Linked DNA regions of Gossypium arboreum: region 2 is linked to region 1. A link is a contact called in public Hi-C data. All regions are on one chromosome and are shown on one strand. Each heading gives the region's core, a stretch centred on a gene start, on an enhancer-like site or on the middle of the called end of the contact. The rest is flanking DNA. Distances are from core to core; before and after follow the strand shown. Region 1 has its middle 5.7 kb from the start of LOC128279977. Region 2 holds the start of LOC108465990.

What was found. Hi-C and Micro-C count contacts between places; a contact is called where the count stands out from the background.
Region 2: a Hi-C map of leaf shows a contact between it and region 1, with 1.9 times the contacts expected there. The contact joins the promoter of LOC108465990 here to the enhancer-like site in region 1. A contact is called at or near these places in 2 of 5 Hi-C or Micro-C datasets (both in leaf).

What each region holds. Positions count from the first base shown.
Region 1 is chr8:36,781,788-36,788,679 of ASM2569848v2, forward strand. It overlaps the pseudogene LOC108468697. Among protein-coding and RNA genes, the nearest start is that of LOC128279977, 5.7 kb to the left of the region's middle. Within about 2 kb of position 2,829, at least 2 of the 2 cell types and tissues checked have an H3K27ac peak or open chromatin away from gene starts, as enhancers often do. A contact at or near this core is called in leaf, where this site is marked.
Region 2 is chr8:36,952,723-36,959,614 of ASM2569848v2, forward strand. It overlaps LOC108465990, which reads right to left and starts at 2,927. Exons shown (of 3, transcript XM_053018477.1): 1 at 1,560-2,927; 2 at 301-843; 3 at 1-179. The coding sequence starts at 2,528. The coding sequence ends at 78.

The DNA of each region.
Region 1 (6,892 bases), core at 1,579-4,078:
AAGCCAATTTTTCACCCTTTGTGCAAAATTGTCGAAAATAAATTAAATTGTGTAGATTTATAATAAAAACAACTAAAATTAAATATGTTTCATAATTTGAGTGCAAATTAATTATTTTATAAATAAAATATAGATTTCGACAAAAATACTAAGAAACTACATGAATTAGAACTCAAAAGGTGCTGAAAAAGTCTATATATTTATGTGTTTCCAATAGACCGAAGGTAGTATTATGTATACAAAGGTACATTTATAGAAACATGTCTTTCAAATGTCAAATAGTAATACACGTTACGAATATGTATGTTTTATCAATCACTAATGTTGTAAGCTTTTATTCTACATTTGAAAGCTTGTAACAAACGATAAATATTTTATTCAAACCTATTATCTTAGAAAGAATTTTAAATAAATAAGAGGTACATTCAATATGATTTTTCTCAGATAAAAAAAATTAGTTAAGTATGTAAGTATTGTGAAACCTTATATCCGAATTCAATAAATTAGGTGGGTATAGGGTCTTACAATCTTTTTTATAGATCAATTATACTAATATAGTGCTCATTCCAAAGTAGTCTAATCCCATTTTAGACTGATTAGCCTTTGCAATGTCTTGTTTAAAATAATTTCCAAGGTAATTTTCCATAGATTGCAAATGATCATGCCAGATTGCATTGATGAGACACAAAGTGCATTTGTACCGGAGAGGTTGATTACGGATAATGTTATAGTGGATTTCAAATTGTTGCATTCTTTCAAGAAGAGAAAGGGTGGACGGAGACGGTGTTTTACATTGAAGTTGAATTTGAGTAAGCCGTATATTAGAGAGGAGTGACTTGATTGAGGAGGTAATGCTTAAGATAGGTTTTGGTGAGGCATGGGTCAAGTTGGTAATATGATATGTAAAATTCGTCAAATATTTAGTGGTTCTAAATAGGACACCAAGAGAGAAAATATCCCCTTCTAGAGGACTTCAACAAGGTGACCCGTTGTGCCCTTTCTTATTTCTTTTTTGTAGTGAGCATTTATTAGCTCTATAATAATTAGCTTGTCAAAAAGGTTTGGTGAAATGAGCGAAAATGAGTCATTCAGGACCTATAGTATCACATTTGTACTTTACCGATGATAGCTTAATTTTTGGGGATGCATCTTTAGACATGCAACACACATGAAAAACATTTTAAAAGAATATGAAAGTTGTTATGGGGAACTGATTAATTTGAATAAATCCCTTGTCTATTTTAGTTCGAATGTAAGTGAAGGAAATCTCAACTAATAGAAAGGGAGTTAGATGTTAGGAGCTCTATGGATCCTGAGAAGTATTTAGGACTGCCTATGGTAGTGGATCGAAACAGAAAGTTAGCTTTCCGAAATATTATGGATCGTATTCGAGGTAAAATAAATGAATTGTGTAATCGATGGTTATCGCAAGGGGTAAGGTTATTTTTATCGAATCAGTGTTGCTAGCGATCCCCACATATGTCATGTCCTATTTTTTTATTGCCAAATTCTGTTTGAGGAAATAGAAGCTGTATTTTGTTGTTATTGGTGGCAAAAGTCATAGTCAAATTGAGGGATTCATTTATGCTCATGAGAGAGGTTATGTAATTTGAAGGAGGGTGGGGGATTGGATTTTTGGAAACTAGTGAAGTTTAATGTAACACCTTTGGCCAAGCAGGGGTGAAGGTTGATTTGTAATCTTGCTTCATTAGTAGTACGTGTTTTAAAGCAAAATATTATGCAAGTAATAAATTTTTAAAAGCTCGCGTTTTAAAAGTATTTGGGTAGCGAAGGGGCTCTTGAAGGGGAGTAGCAGACAAGCTGGTGATGGAAAATTAATTCTAGTTTCGGATGTATTTTGTTGCTTGGAGATAGACCCTACATAATTAGATCACCACAAGTTAATAAGGTAAATTTTGTGGCTGATATGATTCACGAGCAGAGTGGGAAATGGAAGGAAAGTGCAGTCAATATCACCTTTAATGAACAGGAAGCTAGGAGAATATTGAGTATCCCATTGATGTAGTACAAGTTATCAGACAGGTTGAGGTGGTGTCCCGAGAAATCTAGAGAGTATACGGTGCATTGTGGGAATCGGCTATTGTTGCGGGGCTTTCTAGGAACTGAAAATGATTTGTATAGAGACATACATCTAGAGGTGTGCATGGGTCGGGCGGCCCGGCCCGAAGGCCCGCCCGAAAAATGGGAAAATTTGGATAAAAATATAGGCCCGAAAAACGGGTTTAGACAAAAAACAAGGACCGTTTAGAAAACGGGCCAGGCCTCGGGTAAGATTTTTTTGGTCCGAGTTCTACTGCCTTACCTACCCAATTTTAATATTAAATTATTTTAAATTTTTTATTTTTAATTTTAAATAACTTTAGTACTTTTACTTTACTTTTGTTGTTGTTTTGATGTTATTTTAATATTGTAAAACTTTTGTTATTAATATAATTTAATTCTTAATTTAGTTTTAATTTGTTTTAATTTTTAATTTTAATATAATTACTTTTTATTATATTTTTAATTTATGTATTATTTTAATAATTATTTTAGTCCCATTATTTATTTATTTTTATTTTAATATTTGTTTTTATGTTTTAAATGTATTTGATTTATTATATTTTAAAGTTTTTATTTAATAAAAAAGCAAAAAAAAAATTAATATGACCTGATAGGGCCAGGCTAGGCTCGGGCCTACCATTTTTTTTTCGGGCCGGGCTTAAACAAATTTTCAGGCTCATATTTCGGGCCGGGCCTGGCCCGGACCTTGAAAACAGACCAAAATTTTTTATGGGCCCGGCCCGGCCCATGCACACCTCTACATACATCAAAAAAAATACTTTTTGCAGAAAATTGTGGCAAACAAAGGTGCCAGATAAAATGAAAATTACAACCTGAAGAGTTTTACATAATCGTATACCTACTAGATCTACTTTGTAGGTTAGATCAAAGGTTAACTTCGATGAGGGTTTCTACAGTGACATGGAAGCATCAAGTTTGGGAATAATCATTAGGGACACCAAAGGTTTGATAATGGTGGCAGCATGCAGTTAGAACAGAAACATATCGTTTATAGAAGCGGCAGAAACTTTGGCAGCCGTTTAGGCCGTCCAATTTGCCCAAGAGATAGGGTTTCGCAAAGTTGAGGTTGAAGGAGACTCACTTTTGATTATTTCAAAACTGAGGATGCAAGGGTTAGACAGATCGGAGGTTAGTAATTAAATCTGAGAAGATAAACAGATTGTAATGGGTTTTGAACATTTCAAATTCCAACATATCAAAAGGGATGGTAATAGGATGCTTCACCTGTTGGCATAAGAAGGCTTCATTCAAAAGAAGGGCGCTCAATGGGTGGAGGAGGGGTCGGTGGCGATTCGAGAGATTGTGGTGGCCAAGGAAAGGGGACTGTCTAGTGCCACTTAATAGTCACGATAAGAATGGCGACTGAGTTGCAACAGAAGATGAGAACAAGTGTTTCATTGAGTCGTTCCAAACTAGAGCATGTCGTTGAAATCTATGGAGGGAGTTGAAGTGGTTTTCTTACCTGGCATGCAAAGGAAGAAGATGGATTTTTAATTTTGCTGGTTTTTATTTTTTATTTTTTTTGGAAGCCAAAGAGTCTTTTTGTTTTGTTGGTTTTTTTGGTTTGGTAAAAGCATGCCAGCCTTTTTCAAAAAAATTATCTTACAAAATTACTCCAAAATAGATACAAAATAGATAAAATAATTAAAATTATTTTACAAATAAATCATTATGTCTAGATAAAGTGTTTTTTTAATTGATAAAAATAATTAAAGATAAAATATTTTATAGGATATTTAACTAGATATAAAGTCAATTTTAGTTTAGATTAGTAAAATTCAAATTCAATTCAATTTTAACCACTTATATAACATTTATACTTTTTAATTTGTAATGACTTTCTACATATTTTATATAATATTTTCTATTTATCATATAATATTGGAAAATAAATTATGTAAAAATACTGTAAAACAAACCTCAGTCATATTCCTACCGAATTACATGTAAGAATAATTTGCATTGTAATTTTCATTCATCGTGATCAGCATCTATTAACAAATGCATAGGCCCCCTTACCGACCACAAATGCATAGGCCCTCTTATGATGCCATGGGGCTTGTCATGCTTCATCTGCTAGTTTTTGCCTCCTCCGCTCTCTACTTTTTGTCTTTGCTTTGCCTATCTGCTCTCTCTTTTGACATCAACAATCTCCCCACCGGGTTTCTTTTTGTTTCTTTTTCTCCCAATTCCTATCGATCCAATATAGCCACAAAACGATAACCCTGATCGGCTGAACCTCCCCAATGCCAAAAACTCAAAACACAGTATAATGTGATACTTCTTCATACAGCCTCATGCTGTCTTTTGCTTGAATTATGATCCAACTGCCCTCAGCGTCTCTGTCTCTCTTACTCGTTTTCATCGCCATTTATAATAGCTACAAATGTTGACGCCTACAAGACGATTGAACAGTACCAAAAGCAAAACATTATAGCAATATTATATAGTGAGACCTTCAATTGCAGCAGCGATATCATTTACCCAGCTCAAATTCCAAGTTCAACCTATCAAGCCCAAACGCCGCCAGTGTAAACAAACCACCATTTCTTCCTCTGTATCCACGCCAGCTGCCACTACTGCCTCTGCTAGACAACTACCCTGATTCAGGTTTCTCTGGGATTTTGACGTCGAAACCCGACGCGCCAATCTGATAGCTCTTGGGAGTTGCATTGCTTCCAAGCCTCTCCCACTCCTCGGCCTTAGGCTCGCCGTGTTTAACCGAGTCTTTGTGGGGTTTGAAGAACCGACATTCTCCGGACAGTATATCACCCGTCATGGACTTCACGGGCGGGAAGACACTCTCCAACAGTCACTCTCCGTCGAGTTTCACCAAGTTCAATTCTGCCTTCACAGCGGGACTTTTAAACCCGATGTCCCCACCACCGAACAAGACACGGTCCAGCCCAGTCGTTTGTGAACTGATTGCTAGCTCCTCCGATATCCACCCAAGAACTCAAACCAAAAACCAAGCTCTGATCCAAATGCCTATTTTCGATCCCAGACAAAATCAAACCCCGCCGGTCATTGATAAGCGGGCATTGACCATGCAACAGATTTCGGATCTTTTGTCTACCCGTAGTCCTAGGAACAAGTTTAACGACCCGGTTACAAGTGATATAAAGCTGACGTTGAGTTCCAAGGATGGGATTAGCGTGTCAATGAACGTTCACAAGCAAATACTGGTGGCTCAGAGTAGGTTCTTTGAGGTTAAGTTATCGGATAAATTGGCAAAGTACCAGTGGAATGGATCAGCTGAGGCGTACATGGCGGAAATAACAGATTGTGATGACGTGGAGGTCTATATAGAGACTTTGAGGTTGATGTATTGTAAATATTTGAGGAAGGAATTAATGAGAAATGGCATTTCTAAGAATCTTAAAATTCTGCAGGTAAATTTATATATAACTATTTGTAAATGAAATTTTTGGTTACTTGGATTCTTGAAACGTGGCATGAACCCGCTTGAACTCCGACTTTATGGCATTGATTGAAAGAAGTAGGAAATTGTGTTTTGCCTTGTTTTGTTCTCAGCAACTGAATTGGGTGCTCTTGCGGTGCTTTTGCTTGTCAGGTTGCTGTGGCAATAGGATTTGATGCCGGGGTTCTATCTTGCTTTGAGCACTTGGAAGCCGCTCCTTGGGCTGAGGATGATGAAGAAAAAGTGACTTGTGCATTGGCAGAGCTCAGCCTTGAAAATTTGGAGCAGGGGATGTTTTGAAGAAGATTTCTGTTAAAGTTACAAATGGAACTGGTGAGGTTGGAGATAATGAACAAGTGCTTCTCAAGCTCTTGCATGTGGTTCTAGAAGGTAAAGATGAGAAAGCAAGGCGTGAAATGAAAGGTTTGGTCTTGAAGATGATTCGTGAGAATTCATCTCCGAATGATCTGAGGAAAGAGTCATTGTATTCAGCTTGTGATGGTTGTCTGGAACTGCTCCAACACCATTTTCTCCGAGCAGCTTCGTCTGATTTGCAGGATGTGAGTCAGATTGCAAGACAGGCAGATAATTTGCACTGGATGTTGGAGATTTTGATTGATAGGCGGATTGCTGAGGATTTTCTAAAATCATGGGCTTCCCAATCCGAATTATCTGATATTCATTCCAAAGTTCCAGCTGTCCATAGGCATGGTGTCAGTAGAGTTACAGCACGCCTATTTGTGGGGATGGGGAAGGGGCAGTTGTTGGTACCGAAGGAAGTGAGGTACATGCTTTTACAAACATGGTTGGTGCCATTCTATAAAGATTTTGGGTGGATGAGGAAGGTATCAAATGGTCTTGATACACATTTAGTTGAGGATGGTCTTAGTAACACAATTCTCACTTTACCACTGGCTTGGCAGCGCGAGATTTTGCTTGCTTGGTTCTACAGATTCTTGAACTCCAGTGAAAACTGTCCTAACATTCAAAGAGGATTTGAAGTTTGGTGGAGGAGGGCTTTCTGGCAGCGCAATGGTGAACAACTACCAACGCAATTACACCTTACAACTCCAACAAATGCGAACTCATAAAGTTGCCATTTCCATGGTGCAGAACCGACTTTAATGGGCATGTTTTTGTTTGTTTTTCCAATACTTTGTCTTCAATCTATATTGATGGCTTTGTTCTTAAGTCTTGTTGTATGCCGAACAGAGAACCATATAGAGGGATATGGAAGCCATTAAACATATTGCTAGGATATTAGGGGCTTGGAAGCTGATGTGTCGTTGAAAGCACAAAAAATATCTTATTTCCTGTAAAATAGTAAAAATAACAGTAAACGGGAAGTAGGGTCGAATCCTCAGGACCGGATTGTACGAATGCTCA
Region 2 (6,892 bases), core at 1,677-4,176, 170 kb after region 1:
TGATGATTTGGGGGACATAAAATTAGTAAACATAAATAAAAGAAACTGTATAAAAACAATCAATCAACTTTTAATAACTATATTTCACTCACCTCACCATCCTTACATACACCCACATCTATCACCATCCTTCTTCGCTCCTTTGATTCCATAGCCCTGCAACAGTTTTTCCTAGGCGACTGCCAAATAAAAAACCCCATAGCCATGTCAGTACTCTAGACGAAAATCTTAAGAATAATTGATTAGAGATTGACCTTTTCAAGAATAAGTGCAAATGAAGTAACAAATAATGCAACTTACTCTGTCCCACAAATGAGGGTCCGGTTTCTTATGTACGATCACTGTTTCAAGATCATTAGGATTAGCCATCTTCCATCTGCAAAGAGGATGAGGAACATGGTGTCGCTCGTATTCACTCACAGTTTTGTTCAGTTCAGAATCCATTCTCACACTTGACATGTAGAACACGAAAGGTTTTTGGCATGGATTTCGGCTAACAGGGCGAGTGTTGAATGCATATGCTGTGTAATCTGCTCTTTTGTACCAATTCAAGAATGTTCTCGAAGGCATTTCTATCTCCCGTGGTGAAAAGATCCCTCTAAAAACTTGAACTGCAAAACCCCATGAAACCGAAATTGTCCAACTCTTGGTTTTGTCATAGCAGATGGACTGCTGCATGATCCCTGCGGAATCCAATTTTGTAGGCAACATAAGGCGCTGAAGGGCTTGAACCCTGCTCACATTGGGGAAAATTGGCTCAACAACATCAAGGTGATGTAGTGATACCAATGGAGTGACTGGATGCGCGGCGAGGAGTCCGAGCAAGTTCCCATACACATCATACTGATTGCAATGCATAAACCAATAGGCAATGAACTTAGAATCAGATATTGTTTTCAATGACAAAATCTTTAAGTAAAAAAGTAATAGCATTAACATTAGTGGAACCAGCAAGAAATCATCCACTTTGAGTACTAACATGGAATATATCTCATAGATAAAGACAATTGATCTACAAATGCACACAACTCAAACAACTGACTCATGTGCGCCACGAATATATGGGGAGTTGGTGTGGGGCTTGGCTCCACCGGTTCCTTGAAGGTCCTTTTTCTTACAGTCAAAAGAGCGTGGCAACCACGTTCCAGAATATCGACTGACCACAATACGACATAATTGTGACAAAACCAAACCAGGTCTAAAACCCTATCAACACGTGGGTTCCACCTTCTCACCCACGTCTAAGACGAAAAATGTGCACTGAACTAATCACCCACCCTAGGCGGATGACACTGAAATTATTGTGCATTAACCGCTGCTTTACCGCCCAATGTGGCAGCGCCACCGGAACTTTACATATCGGGAAATGATTATCTACTCTCATTACACTTCATTAACTTAGCTTAAGCATTACATTCAAACATGATTAACTTACCCCAAAACATAATTAGATATAAACATTTAAGTATTGAACTTATATCAGAAAAAGCTGGACAACCCATAACAATGTACTTTACCAAGTCAAAAAAAAAAAAAAGTGATAAAACTGAGTCACCGACCTGGTGGAAACCGAGTTCCTTGGTGAGTGGGACACCGAGTTCAGCCATACAAGCCTGCATTCGATCATCCGAGCCGTACAAGCCGGGGTACCTCTGGATACACCGGTCTTGCATCTTTGCCAAGGCTTTGGCCAATGGGTAGCTAATGGCAAAGCCTCCGCCGCCGTAAGCCATGCCGTAGGAGAAAAAAATGTTCTGAATATGAGATTCCGACAAGCTTCCGATGTAATAATACTGAGTATGATCATATTTCCTCAAAATCCTGACCAGATTAGCGGTGATGAAAACGGTGTCATCGTCGCCCATCACGAACCACCGGACGTTATCCATCTTCATCCTCAAAGTCTCCGTCACGATCCTCGAGATCCGAATCGCGGAACGGTGACCCTTCCGATTGGTGTAAGGGAACTTGGAAGTGTCGCTGGAGACTCGAAACGGTGGAAGGGTTCGGTTGTCTTGGGCAGAGTATTTGACGCGATCGTCCAGCCAAACCACACCACGCATTTGGTTTGGCTTGTACCAAATCTTGATGTACTCTTTTCTCTGCTGCCATAGCTTGGAAGAAGCCGCGATTCCAAAGACCACGTCGTGAATTTCCGTCGGCTTTGGCTTCGGTGGAGCTTGTTCCATTTGCATTACTACCTTTTGTTTTTCTCGGACATCACGACCTCCGTGATGGGGTGGAGCTGTCACAGCCGTCTGATTGAGAACCAAGGGTGCAGATGTGAAGCTTGTAGAGCGACGAAGATAGGAAGTAAATGGGGTATGGTGGAAGGTTTGTTGAGCAGAGGTTGTTAAGAGCTTGAGAGTGTAGAGAAGGTAAGTAAGCGAGACGAAGAGGATGGAGCAGACCATGAGCTTAGGAATAGGTCGGTTCGGGTGTCCAGAAACAAGTGGGTGGTTGCCTGAAGAACTTCTCGACTGAACCTGATCCCAAACCATCTGTGAAACTTTGTTGGAGTCTGTCATTCCGTTCAAGAAAGCTAAAATTAGTTTTCTTCTGCATGCACTTTTAGATTCTGCTGAGGAAGAACATGTTGGATTTGTAGGAGAAAGGGTGAAAGATCAGAAAATACCCAGAAAGAAAGGATTTTAAAAGAAAAATGAGACATGAAGAAGATTTATGAAGAGCAAAAAGGAGGACTGTGTAGCTGTGGAGAAGTAAATGTGATGGATTACATTATTGCCAGGTTGCAAACTACCCCCGAATTGGAACTACACCAAGCAATTCAATATATATTTATCTTTATTTCTTTTTCTTTTAGGTGTGTGATTCAGTAAGATTTGTAGAAACATAAGTTTCTTTTTTTATTTTTTGGTTGAATAGAACCTAAACATTTCGCAGCTGACCTTCATAATTTTGTCATTTTGGATTATACTGACAACTTTATAATTTTATTTAATCATATAATATTTAAACTTATGGAGGCAAATCATCTGCCCAATTCAGTGTTCCTATATAGAATCATGCCACTTTGACTAAATCCATAACTACACTTTGTCAGGGGTAAAATTAATTAAATTAAATTAAATTAAATCAATGCGTCATACTTTTTAATCTAATATGGTTGCAGCTGTCCACGGTCGGATTGGGTTTCCTCCGAAAAATATAGGGGTTTAAATAAAATTATAAGATCGAAAAATAGATTTAGGCAAAAAGTAAAGTTTATTTAAAACATGGGTCAATCCTTAAGTAAAGTATTTTTGACTCAGTTTTGAATTGGTGTTTTACTGTTGTTTTCTCACTTTTTATCATAATTTTGCTATTTTTTACTATTATGTTGGTATTATTTTATTGTTAATGTTTAGATATTATATAACACTTGTTTTATTATTTATTTTCCTACTATTTTAAAGGAATTTGTTTGTTAAGTTACACTTATTTTAGTGTTATTTAAGTATAAAGATTTTTTAATTTATTTTCAATTTGTTGGGATATTTTAATATTTTTAGTATATTTAGTGTATTATATTTTTATATAAAAAATAAAAAATAAAAAAAATTAATATGGACAGGTCGGGCTGGGCCTGAGTTTTAGCATTTTTATTCAGGCTAAACTTGGGCAAAAATTTAGGCCCATTTTTCAGGCCAAACCCGTGCCTATCAATCAGGCCTAAAATTTGGTTAGGGCCCATCCCGAACTCAATCCAACCCGACCCATAGACAACTCTAGTTTCAGCCCACGCTCCCTGTAAGGGTGATTATTTGGTTGTGTCAAATTTAAATTAAAGGAAAAATAATAAAGTTAAACTATGCTTTAAATCGTTACACACTTTGTACATTTGGATTTTAGTCTCCTACTATTATTTTTAAGAATTTAATCTATCTACTTTTCAGATTTAAAAATCTCGGTCTAGTTGTGACATTTTGAAATTAAAGAAAATATGCACTTGGTAATCATGTAAAAATAAAAATAACGTTGAAAATACAATTTAGGATTTTTATTCTTAAAACTTCCATTCTAATTTGTGATGATAAAATATATATTTTTCTATTGGAATAGTGTTATTAAGAAAAATTGACATTAACATTTTGATTGAATAGTTAAGAATATTAACAATTTAGGCTAACTAAAAAAATATAAAAATAGAGAGATAAATTTATGTCACAAATTAAAGTATATAGATTAAATCTCAAGTTTTAACATAGTTTAGGTGCTAAATTTGAAATTTAAATATTGTCTTATAATATTACTTTTAGGCATTCAAATTATATATGACTACGTAATATTTTAATTAAAAATTAATCATATTAATTATTAACACTAATTAATAATATTATAAAAATATATGAACCAAATTATATTAGAAATGAGAGTATAAAAATTAAATATTATAATAAGTGGACCGAAATTAAAATTTAACATTTTTAAGATGAAAAGAAACCCTCATGCATGTCCTTTTCTTTTTTATATATAGTTATATGGATTATATAAAATAAAAATAATCGAAGTTTTCATATAAGATAAAATCAAACAATTAAACTTTCTTATCAAAACAAAATTCTGTTTGAATCTGATGAAAGAAAACCCCAAATCATTGGATCTAGAAAAGAAAAAAATAATGGTTGGTAATTGGTATATTAATAGTATATTTTTATTCTATAAGTAATTTTAAAAATTGTCATACATCTTTTTTAAATATTTTATTATATTTTATAGGATATTTTTCAACTTTTTAATATTGCTTTGTAGAGTCTAAAAACTTTATTGTTAATGTACTAAATATTTTTTAAAAACACGTCTGGTATAAAAATATGTTGCAGAGATTTATTTTGAATCCAAGGTTAAAATATGTTATAGGTCACTATATTCTTCACAATTTTGAATTTAATTCTTGTACTTTTATTTTAAAGAATTTAGTCCTTTTATTTTTAGATTTCAAAATTCATATCCAATAGTTAGCATTGTTAATTTTTTGTTAAATTTTTGAAATGAAAAATACTCACTTGGTAGCAATATAATTAAAAAATTATGTTGTAATGGACTCAATTTAAAAAATATTTTTAATAGTGTTAATGATTAGATCTAAATTTTAAAATTTGAAAAATAAAGAGACTAAATTTTAAAAATAAAAAAATAGACTAAAATTTAAATTTACAAATAGTACAATAACTTAAGATATATTTTAACTTAAACCTAATTTTTAATTATATAATATTTATATTTTTATGTAATTTATACACACAAATAAATATCAAACCTCAAAAGTTAATCATTTGGTTTAATGTTGCAGATATAATATCTTATCAAAGCACAACCTGATAAACTAGTATCATGCTATTTTTAGCTATTTTTATTTTTATATAAAGTATGTTTGAGTAACCATTCAAAAAATTAAAAATTGAAATTAATATTTTAAGTAATTTAATTTTTAAATGTGGTTGTTATAATAGGCCTATTTGCCCAGCCCGAGCCCAAATCAACAGAACCAAAATAAATAATAAATCCATAGTTCATTAACAGCCAAAAATGACAAAAACAGAAGCCCAAATACTAAAAAATCTAATGGCCCGATAGGCCCAAAACCTAAACAAATTTCAGCCAAAAAAAAAGAAAGCAAAAACCCTAGCCGTGCCCTCTACTTGCCTCCACAGCGCACTCGGCACTCGAGACCTGACCCCTCCTCTGCTGCACCTGTAAACAAGGCAAAGAAAAGGAAAAAGAAACAACAGAGGCAGATAGCAGAAACAGTAGTAGAGATGAAAGAAAATAATGAAATATATTGTATTTATTTGGCTGTAAAAGCCATGAAAGGATGGATGTATTTTTTGGACAGATTTTGAAGAAAAAAAATAAAAATACAAAGAAGCAAACCAAAACAAATTCAAAGCGTGGGTCTTTCTATTTTTTTTATTTTTTCTCTTTATTTTCCTTTCTTTCGAAATTGTCTGTGTATGCACATATATTTCTTTATTTTTTTTATTTTTTATTCAAAATTGTTTATATATGTATATATGTATATATATAAGAGTAAAAAAAAAAATTACATTTTGGCAGCCAGATACTCTGTGTGCAATCTTAACAACCGGCGACTAGTGCAGTGGTGGTCCATCGGAGACTTGGCCGGCCTATAGGGGTTTTGAGAGAATGAGGGGAGAGCAAAATTTCTTTTTTTTTTTTTGGAAGGAGGGCTGAAATGAAGATTTTTTTTAAAAAATGGGGCTTATATAAGGCATCAAAACGACGTTGTTTTGGGATGGCTTAAAATGCCCCAAAATGACGTCGTATAAGGCAACCCGAATTTGACCCGCTCCAGAGGGTGGGGATCCGCGTGTTTTCATTGTTTTTGAGATATTTACACCCCTAGTCCCTCTGACATTTCGCCTTCATTTAATTCAATCCTATTCATTTCTTTTATATTTCTAATTTTGCCCCATGTATTTTGCCCTTGACTCATTTGGATCTGCATCAAAGCGTTGCGTTTTGAGGGCTTGGGTTTATTTCCCAATCAGTCCCCTTCTTTTGCACGCGCATTCCATTTGGATCCTTATGCGGTTTTAACATTTAGATTTTATACTTTTAATTCTGTTTTGATTTCAACTTAGTCCTTTCCTTGTTATTTTCTTTATTTATTTGTTAAATGAATTAACTTGATATTATTATCACTATTTTCTGTTATTTTTCGCATTTAACTAATTGCTTTATTATCATGCTATTAAATCAATGGTTATTGCAATATTGTTGCCATTATTTTATATATAGATACATATTTATCTAAGATACATATGTATTTTCGTTTATCATTTATCTATATCTCTAGATACAATTTCAAAACTATTTTTTTTAAATTCAACCCTCTGTATTTTATTTTTTTCATATTTATTGATTTACC